Regions from separate parts of the Zea mays genome. Here region 1 is linked to region 2. A link is a contact called in public Hi-C data. All regions are on one chromosome and are shown on one strand. The core of a region is the stretch at or near the end of the contact, and the rest is flanking DNA. Distances in the headings are between cores, read along the strand shown. Region 1 holds the start of LOC103629705 (protein S-acyltransferase 24). Region 2 holds the start of LOC100384866 (isoleucine--tRNA ligase, cytoplasmic).

Region 1 (2,717 bases), core at 150-2,649, 180 kb before region 2:
AACTAACTGTTGAGTTGCGATAGTGTCTTGGACTCTTGGTGATGTAGACTTTTATAAAAGATTTTCTCCTTTGTATCTTCTCTTTAACAACAGTTTCCTCCTTTGTATCTTTTCTTCAGCAAAAAATTTCTCCTTTGTGTCTTACTTCTCTTCAACGGTGTTCCCTGTGTCTCATAAGATATTTTTGACAGAATCATTTCACTGTAAAAGTGTTTGGAATAGTTTCTAATGATACCACTGATATATTTGAGCATGGGCCATCCAACTCGATCAACCCGGCCTATCGAAAAGAAAAAACTTTGACGTGACTAATACAGTGGAGATACAAGCTATATCCAATGTTCACTTGGTTTAAATTCTAAACGGTTTCTAGTGTTTCTATTGTCTCTATAAATTACAACTACATCAGTTTTAACAGCCGGATAATCTTAAAGGTATAGTTTTTGACCCAAAACTTGACTCAACTGAAAACCTTAAAAAAAACAACCTCGCACTAGTCCGAGTCGAATATGAGTGGTCAAACAGATCCAACCTTACCAAAACATGAAAGGAATCGAGATCGGAGGTATTTCTATTCGGCCTTCTTCTCTGCCCTGCCCTCTTCTCAGGGAACATTCCTATCCTGGCCATTGATTCGATTAGTTTGAGAACGAAAGAAGAAAGCAATCCTCGCATACGTTTAAATATGATATATTACTAGTTTGACGAGCAAGATTCCAACAAGGCACTAGTTTTTACGAGTAAGATTCCAACAAGGCACCCGAAAACCCTGACTTCATTCTGACACGGACTTAACCATGCCCTACTACCGAACCTATCTCTAGCTTCTGGATACGAAGACAGAAAGATAACCCATTTGTCTTTAAGAGAAACGCTTCAAAGCGGAAAGAGTGGGGAAGTAGAGTTGCCACGACGATCTAGATGGAAGTTTCCAGATTTCAAGGTAAAAAGTCGAGCCAGACTCTTTGCTAAAGCAATTAATTGGTTTTTACAACCTGGCCTCCGCAAGCTAAAGAAATAATACAAGAGACGATTAAGGGGGTGTTTGTTTGAGATTATAATCTATCCAGATTATATAATCTAACAATTTTTGAACTAAGAGTTAGTTCAAAAATTGTTGGATTATATAATCTAGGTGGATTATAATCCCAAACAAACACCCCCTAAGTGGATACTCTACTTCCACCGAAAACCATGGATACCTTGCCACTACCACTATTTCCGCCGACAACCTAGTTTGATCCATTCCTGAAGCAGATGCAGGACAAAAACCTGATATTTGAACAGGTATCGCCATGAAGAATCAAAATCGTTTCTTGCTTCCAAATGTCCCTAAGATCTGACATGCCAAATTTTGAAAGAAGAAAAGTCCGGGGTTCTGGCATGCAAAATCCGACATACCATTTCGCCCCAACCTTCCCTCTCATTCTCCGCCTCTGCCCCCCGGCCACGCTCCTCACGAGTCACCGGGGAGGCGGGGACTAGCGCTTGGCAAAATCAACGAACGACCAACGCACAGTCAAACACTCCGACGACCCCTTCCTCCCTCACCCCTAGCCGCTTCCCCGGACCCCGCGCCGATCCCACCGAACCCATGGCGTCGGAGATCGAGGTGCTCGAGGACACCACCACCTCCTCGACCTCCCTCGTCGCGGCCGCGTCCACGGCCCCTTCCGCCGCGGAGGGCGCAGGGGCGCCGGCGGAGAACGAGTCGCTGAAGAACGACGTGTACACCGCAGCGGCGTACGGAGATCTGGAGAAGCTGCAGCGGCTGGTGGAGGGGGAGGGCCGCCCGGTCACCGAGCCCGACGGCGGGGGCTATTACGCGCTCCAGTGGGCCGCGCTCAACAACCGCGTCGCCGCCGCGCAGTACATCCTCGAGGTTGCCCTCTCCCCCCGCTCCCGTGCCCCCTCCAACGCCTCGCAATTTGGCCTTCTATTTGTAGACGTTCGTTTTGCGTTGCTATTGGGGGATTTGGGGTACGTTCCAGTAGGCTGTGATGCAATGCACTTCCTGAGCTGGAATTTTGTGTATCAGAACCGTGGGCTGCTTGCGTAATTGCGTGAAGGAGCTACGCACCTTGGGATGTCATTATTCCGGTCAGTTTCTATGGCTCAGGCATCATTGTTTGTGAACAAGCGTGCAGCTGCGTGCTGAATGCTTTGCCGTGGTGGTGGGTTTGGGATTTCGGAGCTGGTTTATGAGGAGGGATCTGGACGGATGTAGGTTGTTAGTACATCTGGATCAAATTTGGGAAAATTTACTTGCTGACAGTTGCAACAGGACAGTTCAGGAAGAATGTACATGGCTTTGCTGTGTCAAGTGTCAACTAGTTACTTGTATTTATGCCTTCAACCTTTTCAGTTTAGACCAAAATGTGTATGTGGTATGCTTAGGATATTGTCTAGACCAAGATAAGTACTGCTCATGATATGGCTTTTATTGCATGAATGCATGACCTCACGCAATACACATGTTGTGATGATGGGGTGTATCTTGTATTGTATCTTGATGTCACAGTAGACATAGCTTTGTTATTCTGATCGGGTGGTTGCTGTTGAAAGGCATATTAGCTACTTTTGGTTGATGACTGTTGTTGATTGAATTTCCTTGGTTCTCTTTGGTGATGATTTTGTGCTTGTATTTGAATAGCATGGAGCAGACACAAATGCTGTGGATCACACTGGACAAACAGCACTTCACTGGAGTGCTGTAC
Region 2 (2,852 bases), core at 62-2,561:
GATTTTAACTAGTGTTGATTTTTAGAAAAGCCCAATTCACCCCCCTCTTGGGCATCGTGATCCTTTCACCATGTTTCATAGTTGAAGCCCTCAGTGCATCCATTGTAGGTGAGTCATGGAATTCCTACTACTGACTTGTCCCTTTAGTATCCCACATAGGTGCTGTAATGTCGGTTGATCTCTCATGGTGTTCGTCGACCAAGTCTTGATCCACTGGTCTGGGTTGGATGCAGCGCTGACGTCATGGGAGGATGAAGACACGCTCAAGGAAGTGTTCCCTCATACGACCGCTTGGGGCAAGCACCATCCCAAGGAGGGGGATTGCGAGGACCCCTGAAACTCCAACGTCGAACGTGTCTACCCCTGGTGCCGACAAGCCGTTGCTGGGACGACGTCTGAGGAAGCCAAGTGTTCGTTACGGGGCCCCAAAGTAGTTGTAGAGTGGTGGCGGCCCACGAACATCGTTGCGTATGTAAGCGGTGAGCAGTAAGGCGAGGTCAGGATGATTGTAAACGAGAACTTAACTCTGTCTATCTACTCCCTGGTTCTCACTCCCCTTCCCCCTCCCACACAATTGGACACCAAGTTGCTAACAAGCTTAATATGGACCAATCAGAATAGGCAGACATTATCGACCGGTTCGTGCAGTGTAGTGGTCGATATAGACTGATTATGCACTAACGTGATCGACACCGACCAGTTGGATCGGTCGATAACGCCACCGATCGATCGGCTCAACCGACTGCGGGTGGGACCGGTGGTACTGACCCTTACTCAGCAATCGATGGCTCACAGTCGAAACCAGTCTTAGACTAAGTGTCGATGCCATGGTTTGTGATGCTATCTAGTTTATATGATTCTTTGGTATATGTCATGGCGTCAAGCTATTACATAGGTGTGCTGTGACATTCGCTACTAGAATTTTTCATCTATTAACTGTTGTCATACCACAACCTTAGTCTAGAGGTGCTTTTCAATTTTGCACGAGAAAACCGACTTTTGAAAAAAGCTACTTTTTGGTTTGGACCGTTTGACTTTTGTCTTTTTAGAGGACAAAAGCTAAAGCCAAACCAAACACATCATCAATACATCAATCAGCTTTGTCCTCTACCTTGAGCGTAGAGTCAACAGACTGTCTTTGCCAAAAAAAAGTGTATTAGGTTTTTTTTAATTCAGTCCCTAAACCGGTAGAAGACATAATTGTACATATCCTAATGGTTACGTGCACGAAAAAGAAAAGGTAACTTGGGGACTACTGCATGTGCGAAAACTGAAAAATAGTAATACTACCGCATGAGACCATTTCTAGGACCAAGGTTGCATTCGGACCGTCCGTAGCGCCCAGCTGACCTCTAAACCCTTGTCTCCCTCCCCCAAGTGAATCCGTGTTGTACCTCTCGCCGCCGCCGTACCATCGCCCGAAATCCTAGCCCCATTCACCGCCTCGCTCGGAATCCAAGCCCCATTCGGCGCCGCCGCGACCGCCGGACAGGAGGTCATGGACGACGTGTGCGAGGGGAAGGACTTCTCCTTCCCGGAGCAGGAGGAGCGGGTACTCGAGCTGTGGGCGAAGCTCGACGCCTTCCACGAGCAGCTCCGGCGCACGGAGGGCGGTGAGGAGTTCGTCTTCTATGACGGCCCCCCCTTCGCCACTGGTCTGCCCCACTACGGCCACATACTCGCCGGCACCATCAAGGACGTGGTCACCCGGCACCAGTCGATGCGGGGCCGCCATGTCTCGCGACGGTTCGGGTGGGACTGTCACGGCCTCCCCGTCGAGTTTGAGATCGACAAGCTGCTCGGCATCACCAACCGGCAGCAGGTGTTCGACCTCGGCATCGGCAAGTACAACGAGACGTGCCGCAGCATCGTCACCAAGTACGTCTCTGAGTGGGAGGCCATGGTCACACGTACGGGGAGGTGGATTGACTTCAAGAACGACTACAAGACCATGGACCTCAACTTCATGGAGAGCGTCTGGTGGGTGTTTGCGCAGCTCTGGGAGAAGGACCTCGTCTATAAGGGCTTCAAGGTTGCGTCTTTAACCTCACTCAGATAATTTTGGAGTCAGTTCATTCTCATAATTCTGAGTTAGTGAGTTGTACAAAGCTTAACAAGCTTGTCATTGGTAGTTTGACAAGCATAGCGTTCAGTTAATTGGGAACTTAACAGTGTCTTTGACTGCACAGTGACTACATTGCAAATTCTGATATGTCTCAATGCCAGTGTTAGAATATAATATAAGTGAATTGCTCATCCCTTCCTATTAGCTTAAACTTTTGGGTTTAATTGGTTGGTGCATGCAACTCAATATGGTATCAGAACTAGAGGTATCGACTTCGAATCCTGACAGAGGCTTTATTTGTGCCTCCAACCATTTTTTTCACGTTTGCGCCTTTTTCTTTGGCTGCACGTGAATGTGGGTGTTTAAGTGTATAAGTGCATTCACTATCTTCTTCTATCAGATTAAGCTTTTGGGTTAAACTGATTAGTACGTCCACTCTAATATGGTATCACAGCCAGAGATCATGAGTTTTGGCTAACACAATTAAATAGAATAATTGCTGCTCGCTCCTACATTTCACGTCAGAGATAAAAAAAGAGGCTCGACGTGAGTAGTGTTAGAATATAATATAAGTGAATTGCCCACCTTTTTCTATCAGCTTAATCTTTTGGGTTGAATTGGTTGGTGCATACAACTCAATAGTCAGAAGTACATCTCCTTACGTATTTCACTGTTAGGCTGGCATTCTGCTTTGACATTTAGATCTATAATTTTTTACATATGAACTTCTAGTTTGGTTTAAATATTGCTTCTGTAAGGTAAGAGAATGCCATTTTTAATTTGTTGA

The links. Hi-C and Micro-C count contacts between places; a contact is called where the count stands out from the background.
Region 1: a Hi-C map of leaf shows a contact between it and region 2, with 5 times the contacts expected there. The contact joins the promoter of LOC103629705 here to the promoter of LOC100384866 in region 2. A contact is called at or near these places in 8 of 25 Hi-C or Micro-C datasets (bundle sheath, ear, endosperm and 3 more).

The regions. Positions count from the first base shown.
Region 1 is chr6:106,772,117-106,774,833 of Zm-B73-REFERENCE-NAM-5.0, reverse strand. It overlaps LOC103629705 (protein S-acyltransferase 24), which reads left to right and starts at 1,399. Exons shown (of 13, transcript XM_008650817.4): 1 at 1,399-1,882; 2 at 2,654-2,717. The coding sequence starts at 1,595.
Region 2 is chr6:106,587,771-106,590,622 of Zm-B73-REFERENCE-NAM-5.0, reverse strand. LOC100384866 (isoleucine--tRNA ligase, cytoplasmic) reads left to right here and starts at 1,311. Exons shown (of 27, transcript XM_008649996.4): 1 at 1,311-2,032. The coding sequence starts at 1,499.